2 separate regions of the Zea mays genome follow, and region 1 is linked to region 2. Evidence: chromatin contacts called from public Hi-C data. All regions are on one chromosome and are shown on one strand. The core of a region is the stretch at or near the end of the contact, and the rest is flanking DNA. Distances in the headings are between cores, read along the strand shown.

Evidence for each region. Hi-C and Micro-C count contacts between places; a contact is called where the count stands out from the background.
Region 1: a Hi-C map of bundle sheath shows a contact between it and region 2, with 2.5 times the contacts expected there. The contact joins the promoter of LOC103640588 here to the enhancer-like site in region 2. A contact is called at or near these places in 3 of 25 Hi-C or Micro-C datasets (bundle sheath, ear and endosperm).

What each region holds. Positions count from the first base shown.
Region 1 is chr1:176,173,940-176,178,011 of Zm-B73-REFERENCE-NAM-5.0, forward strand. It overlaps LOC103640588 (L-type lectin-domain containing receptor kinase IX.1), which reads left to right and starts at 1,394. Exons shown (of 2, transcript XM_008663771.3): 1 at 1,394-3,382; 2 at 3,475-4,072. The coding sequence starts at 2,596.
Region 2 is chr1:175,988,390-175,992,455 of Zm-B73-REFERENCE-NAM-5.0, forward strand. No RefSeq gene overlaps it. Among protein-coding and RNA genes, the nearest start is that of LOC541874, 79 kb to the right of the region's middle. Within about 2 kb of position 2,167, at least 17 of the 20 cell types and tissues checked have an H3K27ac peak or open chromatin away from gene starts, as enhancers often do. A contact at or near this core is called in bundle sheath, ear and endosperm, where this site is marked.

The DNA of each region.
Region 1 (4,072 bases), core at 144-2,643, 180 kb after region 2:
AGAGTGTAAAACTGGTATACTAGCCGTGCTCACGGTCATGAGCGACTCGGACACTCACATGATTAATTTATGTAACTTAAATTCAATTTGTTATTTGCATTTGCATGGGATTATTTATTAATTTTGTTCTATTATTCTTATTATGGTTTGGTATTTACTTACATTTAATAACTGCTAATAAAATTTGACCAATGTATTAAAAGCAATGCTCAACTTTAACCTCTATTGTTGGTCAGCCTTACACATCACATGAACTCTCACCTTTGGTGAGTTAATGCACATTATTCCCCACAACTTGTTGAGCGGTGAACATGTGTGAGCTCACCCTTGCTTCTCACCCCCCCCCCCCCCTCACACAGGAGAAGAACAGGTGGTTCAAGAGGAGACATACAATGAGGAGTTCGATTTGATATAGATGGCGTCTCCCAGTTGACTTATTAGTTTGTTTATATTTAGCTTTATTTTGTAAGACTTTTGTTATGTAATAAGTATTCTGATTATATTGTGACATTTATCTCTATACACTCTGTTATTATATATGTTATCTTTTTTGCGTATGTATAAGATGCACCCGGTTTTGTTTTTTAAATCCGGGTGTGACCGGCGGAGAAGGCGGGCAGCCATGGCCGGCGCCCGGCGACACCCTTGCCCGACCTCTTTTCTGTTCTGCTCTGTAGTTGTCCATTTCGTTTGGAAGTTTCACAAGAGTGGTTCGAAAAGGGGTCTGTAAGCAAATGGAGAAGTGTACTTAGTGCTCGTCAAATGTCTTGGTTCTAATCTAAAGCGGTGCAACTGTGGGCTTTGTCATGTCAAACGTGGTTTGGGTTGGGTAAATCCGTCGACATTGCCGGCCTGCGCTTGGCTCGAATCATGCCGGCTGCTATCACTGCCGTTTTTAATCCGATTTGCCGGCGGTCTGCGCGGGCAGCCTGCCCGGAACGTGAGGCCGCTTGGGTGCCGCTGCTACCTCGTCTACCTGCTCGACGACGTCACCCTGCCGCCATCGCCGGCGACGCGGCCGCCGCTACCGCCCATGCCTTCGCCGCCGCTGGCCCTCGGCTCCAGGCAAACATTTTTTTTGTCCCTGATTTGATCGGTCGTCCAACTAAAACCGAGTTTGCTTAAAACCAATTTGATGAATCTGGACCGTCTGTTTTTTTTTGGTTGAACGGAGCTGAAGTCCTAAACAGGCTCTATTTCTGGCGCCAACTGCTGCTGTAGGGTCCGCTAATGGGCCATGGCCCAGTAGCCGAAGGGGAAATAGGCCCACGTTGAGAGGAGGAGGAGATCAGACCGGGCCCGTTAGTAACGTACAAGAATGTTACTGTTTGTGTTTGGGCAGATATTACAAAACCTGCTCAAGTCAACCAACGGATGAGCTTAGAGAAGAACATTCAACAAGCTCAGGCGAGGAGAGAAGAACATCCAACCAAAGTATAAAGGCAGCCCTTTGTCTCTCTGGCTATGGGGGACGCCGTGGCCGTGACGTCGTCGGTTTCGGTCTCTGAAGATCGGATGCACTCTGACTTGGTCGCCTCGCCATCAACAAGATGTCCAAGGTTTCACTGCAGGTTCTTTTCTCTCTCTTTTTTTACACTTTCTTCTTCCTTTTTAAGCTCCGATCCTCGCTTGAGGAATGGGTTAAAGCGACAGGAGCAGTTTGGCATGGTCAAAGGCTCAAAGCAACATCTAGAATGGACTACTTAGACCCCGTTTGTCAGAACTTTGGCTTTACCTTTTCTCTGGAAAAAAGCCAAAACTCAGTCAAACATTTTTTTAATAGCTTACTACGAAAAGCATCTAAATGCCAAAGTTGTTTTTTATTATGAAGAAAAAACCACAAATAGTAGCTTCATCAATCCTGGATCTATTGCTTCGGGAAAAAAAAAAAACTCTGACTCTGCCATTTTAATACAGGAAAATGACTCTGTCTCTACTCTCTAGGATAAGCCGTTTGTACTGAATAATTTGCGAAATGGCTTTAACTATATAAAAAACTGCTTTTCAGGAAGCCAGGGAGGTAAGCTTTTTTTGGGCAAACCAGCTGAGTTGCAAAATAGGTCTATCTCCAGCAACTCTCATATCTTATTCCTAATCTCACGTCCTATTTTAAACTTCAATCTATATATATAATGCGAAACAATGTTTTACATGGTTATATGCACAATCTGCTCGAACAAAACTTTACTTGAGAGATAAGATATTCACTGTTTCAGTCAAAGCAGATCAGTCTACGGTGCTAGCCAACTACAAAACTTTTTCTGACCACTATTGAGAAACTTTCTTGCGCACAAGGGGAGAGCTTTTTTTTTTCTTCTTCTCAACCAAAAGAAGAAAAAAAAACAGTCCTGTCATCTACAAGAAGTTGGCATGGCATTTCGTTTGGTTGACTCTGAACTTGTAGTTGTAGCTGCGTCTATTATGAAGATTTGGTCTCTGCATGTGTGCACACTGACACAGGACACCGAGTCCTGCTCCTGCATCGTGCTGGAACTGGACAGCTCAAAAGCCACCTGGATCCCCTACAATTCCTCATCGAGCGGCGGCTGACGAGGAGCAGAAAGCAAGGGTACGGTGTCCCCGTCCCCTGCGGCCATGGCATCCTGCCTTCTCCTCCTCGCCGCCTTGGCCATCTTCTTCGTCGCGGCCGCCGGGCAGAACAACAGTATCATGGAGCCGTTTAATCCGTCCTGCTCGTCGACGGACAACTACACCGACGGTAGCCAGTACAAGAAGAACCTGGACCAGCTCCTGGCCGCGCTCCCCGCGGCGGCCGCCGACAACGGCTGGTTCTACAAGGGCAGCGCCGGGGCGGGGCCCGACGAGGCGTTCGGCCTCATCATGTGCTTCGCGGACCGCAACGCGACGCAGTGCCTCGACTGCCTCTCCAGGGCGCCAGCCGGCATCACGACGGTCTGCGCGGGCAGCCGGAACGTGAGCGCCGCGTACGACGCGTGCGTGCTCCGGTACTCGGCCGCGCCGATCCCCGCCACCGCGGACCTCAACGCCGCCTTCGCCGTGCACGAGACCATCGTCGGCGTGCCTGTGACCTCGGAGGCTGTGCGGGACGCCTGGGTGCCGCTGATGAGCAAGCTCTCGGGCGGCGTCGCCAACACGCCGCTGCGGATTTTCAACAGCAGCACGCCGTACTCGGGCGCGGGCTCGCAGGAGATGTACGGGCTGGCGCAGTGCACCAGGGACCTCAACGGCAGCGAGTGTTCTAACTGCATCTCGGGCTACGCCACGAGGCTGGGGGAGCTGTTCCCCAATAACACGGGAGGCTCCATCAAGGGCTACAGCTGCTACCTGCGCTACCTGGTGGCCCCGATAGACATCACTCTGCCGCCGCCGCCGACGCCGACGTCTTCGCCGCCAGCTCCAAGTAGATAAACATCTTGGATCTTGCTGCGCCTTCCCCCATCTCGTCAGTTTGTCATAAAAAGCGTTGACGCCTTCTTTTGCGTCCCTGCACAGAAGCGTCGAAGACAGGGATCGTGATTGGCGTGTCGGTCGGCGCCGTCTCCGTCCTGATCATCATCGGCGTCTTCTCCATATGGCTCCTTCGCCGGCGACGGAAGAGGAGGCAGGCTAGAATCCTCGAGGAAGCGAGGGAGCAAGAGCTGGGAGAGGGAGGGTTCTTCGACGAGCAGCCGGAGCTGGAAGACGAGTTCGAGAGAGGGACCGGGCCGAAGCGGTTTCGCTACGGCGAGCTCGCCGTCGCCACCGGCAACTTCTCGGACACGCAGAAGCTCGGGGAAGGCGGGTTCGGGTCAGTGTACAGGGGATTCCTCGAGGACATGGATCTCCACGTCGCCATCAAGAGGGTGTCCAAGGGGTCGAAACAGGGGAGGAAGGAGTACGCCTCGGAGGTGAGGATCATCAGCCGGCTGAGGCACCGCAACCTGGTGCAGCTCATCGGCTGGTGCCACGGCGGAGGTGAGCTCCTCCTTGTCTACGAGCTGATGCCCAACGGTAGCCTCGACCATCATCTCTACAGCAGCAGCCACGGCGGTCTGCTGCCGTGGCCGGTCCGGCACGAGATCGTGCTGGGGCTTGGGTCGGCGCTGCTGTA
Region 2 (4,066 bases), core at 917-3,416:
GTGGCTCCATATTAATTTCATGCGAGGGAAAACTCAGGGCAATAGATTTTTCATACGAACGTGTCCACCCTTTAATAGATTCATCTACATACTGCTTTAACTGATCTCCTCGTTGTTCTAATAATGCCTTAAGAGATGGATTTGTAATACTTACAATAGGAGCCTAAGGCAAAGGTAGGAGAGATGTCATATCGATCTCCCTTTGATGGATGATCTTCTAGTGGTGATCCACCATGAAGTATGATAGATACTTTTCTGCCGCCTTTTTGTGTCATTCCTTGAGCTGTCGCAACACCTCCTCCTCCTATTTGTTGCGCCATTCGGTGAGTTGTCGAAGCACCTCCTCCTCCTTGCACTTTATGAGGTCATCGAAGGGTTGTTGGTCGTCAACCGAGAGCGCCTCCATGGTTGTCCTGATGATGTTGGTGATGGAGACGTCAGTGTGATCTTTGGAACCAGCCATCCGAGGGTGTTTTTTGATAGATCAAAACACTCTAGTCCCCAACGAAATCACCAAAATGTATGTTGACATCGATCTGGGCGCCAAACACCGGAACGAACCACCTGATGGTGCTCTCTACGGAGGCACGGGCGGTCCGCATCACAGGGTCGAACGGTCTGTGACCTGGGCGCAGGAGTGGATCCTCTTCTGCATGCTTCCAGACGGTCCGCAGCATAGGGTCGAACGGTCTGTGACCTGGGCGCAGGAGTGGATCCTCTTCTGCACGCTTCCGGACGGTCCGCGCCTGGGGCCAGACTGTCCGCGATGGCATAGAGGGTCTTCTTCTCCGCGAAGAACCCTAGAACTCGCCCCTGGGAGAGATCCCATCGAGGGGGGAGTCCAAGGCGTTGCTGTTGGCAGGCCGCCCGGTGTGTCTCTAATCAACGTAGAGTCGAAGAGAGATGGTTGTGGAAGGCTAAACTAGATCTAAACCTAAGGCTAAATTACTCCTACTCCTAGAAATTGAATGACCGATGCAAATAAGGTAAAATTGATAAGTAGAATTGATTGGATCGATTGTGGGGACTTTAATGGGTCGTACCCCTTCATCTATATAAAGGGTGGAGGTCTAGATATGCTACGAGTCAGTTCTCGAATTAATCCTGCAATTTTTTTTTGAAACGAGATTTACTCATCTTTTAAGAAAGCAAACAGAGTCAACAGATACAGACTCACACACACACATACAGCGGACTGTGAGAACCAGTTTAACCAGCTACTACTTAAAACTCCTCATCTGACCCATCAGAGAACCGAACAACACCCCACACCTAGCAACCATCTAAAACTTCAAGCACACGAAAGTAACCGTAGGTTAACTCACATGGCGACCACCCAGAAACAGCACACCTCACACCTTAACAGGTTGTATGCCACTACAAAAACATAACAGTCTAACAAAACCTAAGAGGCGACCAAACTAAGAACCAACCCATTATTCACATAACTTCAACATCAGTGTTGTCTCCACGCATAGGTCGGAATTGATGCAGCCACTCCTCCATGGTATCCAGCAAACTTTCCAGGATGGGTCTCTCTTTTGCTTTGAGCAACATTCCCCAGTTCTGCAAATAGAAAATGGAATCTCGTAGGTTTTGCTAACAAATCCCGCAAAAAATCCAGAACCCTAACTGATTTTGTGCATGCGCGGATGGTCCGTGCTGCTACGGTAGAAAGTCCGGACTGCGGACGGTCGGATTTTTTGTGCTGAACAACATCTTTTTTTCAAAAAAAAAACAGAGAAAACTTTCTTGGAAAAAAACAAATGGGTTAAGCATCTTAGGAAGGGGAGGTAGAGCCGGTTTGCTTTAGCTTTTTCTAGATCCTAAACAATATATATCTTCATCCGCACCATAGTTAGATTTTTCTCAATTTTTTCACAATTAGATTTTTAGAAAAACTCATCAGTCATCACAAAAGGCTGAAATAAAATAGTCATAGACAAGCAGCAGGGTAGCTGACGCGACGCTCAAGCAGAGGCGTGACGAGTGCAGATGTTTGGTGCGCTTCCCCTCCCAGCTGCTTTCGCTGTCGTCCGGCGACCAGAACGCGCGCGCGCACGTCTCTTTGTCCCTTCCTCGACGCGTCCCATGTTTCAGTGCTCCACACGTCAAGAACATCGCTGGCGTGCTTGGTCGGTGGGTGGGGCAGTAAAGCTTTCCCGCCACGCATCGATCTCGGGCGTTAAAAGCGGATGAAATGGACGGTGTGCATGAGGCCATGCCTGACCGCACCACCAAACACGTACGCCGCGGCAACACCGTTGCAGATTGCGTCAATGTTTTTTTTTTATTTTACCCCAAAGAAATGATTCTATTGATTCACAGTTATTAAAATTACATCGGATCCGAAATTCCGAATTGATACAATACTTAGTATTTTATGGGTTTTTAGCCGACGAGCTAGGGCTTGCTAACTTCAATGGAGCACCTAAATAGACACCAGGCCGTACCGGCAAAAAGCGAGACCCTGTGCAAAATTATTGAATAGAGGTCTTTTCTTATAAAATTACTAAAAAATAATAGTTCAATAATATAAATATTGTAATGTAATGTAGAAATAGAATTTATGAAAAGCATACCTATTAAACTCTTGGTTAAATAAATTTTACTTGAACAACTTCATTCACCTTGTGTTACTTGATTCTTTTATAATAAATATCTCCATAGCTCCCTTCTGAGATTGATTTAAATCATCTATTCTTTGTTTTTTCTTACATTTTTGGTAACCAGAATCATATTTTCTAGACCCATTAGCCGAAGACATGATGTTGATAATTAGATCTTGAAATGCTACAATATTTAATATGATAATCAATAAATTGTTTTATAAATAAAGTTAGCAAATAAATATACATGCATACTGAAATATTAGAGATACCTTATTTGATTGCTTTGCTTCACAAATACGAAGAATGAGCAAGATCGGTGACGTTGTCGTGTTGGATGCCTACTGCCTGCATGATGGACAACCAGATGCCCACTGGTGTGTTGACGAGTGGTGGTAGGAAAACGAACGTCAGGCACAAGCAGCAATGGGCGCTCGCGGTGGTGAACTAGCAAATGCGTTGGTCTAGACTCAGCGGTAGATGAAAGACGAAACGACGTATGGCATGCGAAACGATTTCCTTTTCACTTTCCGAGGCTCCTAATGCCAAATTAGTAGTACTAATGGACTGGTACAATAAATTTTAGGGCCCAAAAAATGGGGGGCCCTATTCCGTCGAACAGCCCGCACTCCCATGTGCACGGGTCTGATAGACACCTAAACTCGAAAAAAAAATACTTGGTGAGAAGAGAGAAGGTGGGTTGGAAAATAAAATAGTTTTTTATTGATATGGGTGTTAGTTCGAAAGGTCGGATAGATGTCATTGTTGGAGATAATGATAGACAATAGAAGATGCATTTTTAGGTAGGTAGGCAAACGATAAAATGAGTTTTAAAATAGATGGTACATGGTAGGGTTGAAGTTAGCCTAATAGTGCCCACTCATCATGTCGTGTCCGTACTGTATGTCCATGTTATATAATAGTGCTCATTCATCATCTATTGTCATCGAAAAGAAAAAGTGGTAAGTTAATATGTATATATCTTTTTAGGCTGTCTTCAACCTTCTTATTCCATCTATTATCTTATTCATATTTCAAACTCTACTCTATAAGAAGCACGATATATAATATAAAACAATATTTTGCACAACTATATGTACACTCTGCTGATCACGACATTATTATGACCTGTGCACATAAGAGGCGATAATCAAGAGGCTGCTGTACAACAGATATGAGTTTGTGACTAGGTTCCGTCAGAGAGAGAGATTAAGTTTGTCAAGTCTGGAAGATCGGGATCAAACAACCAGTGCGTACATGTTAGATTGTCTTCAGTAGATCGTGTATATGGTTGTACAAACCCTAGCCGATTATGTATGTGATAGTATGAAATACCGACATATCGTTTTACGTTATAGATAATACTGTTTGTAAAGTAAATTTGAAATATAAGACGGAAAGAGAATAAGATAGGAGAGACGAAGATAGCTTTACATGCACACAGCTTGCCAACCTGA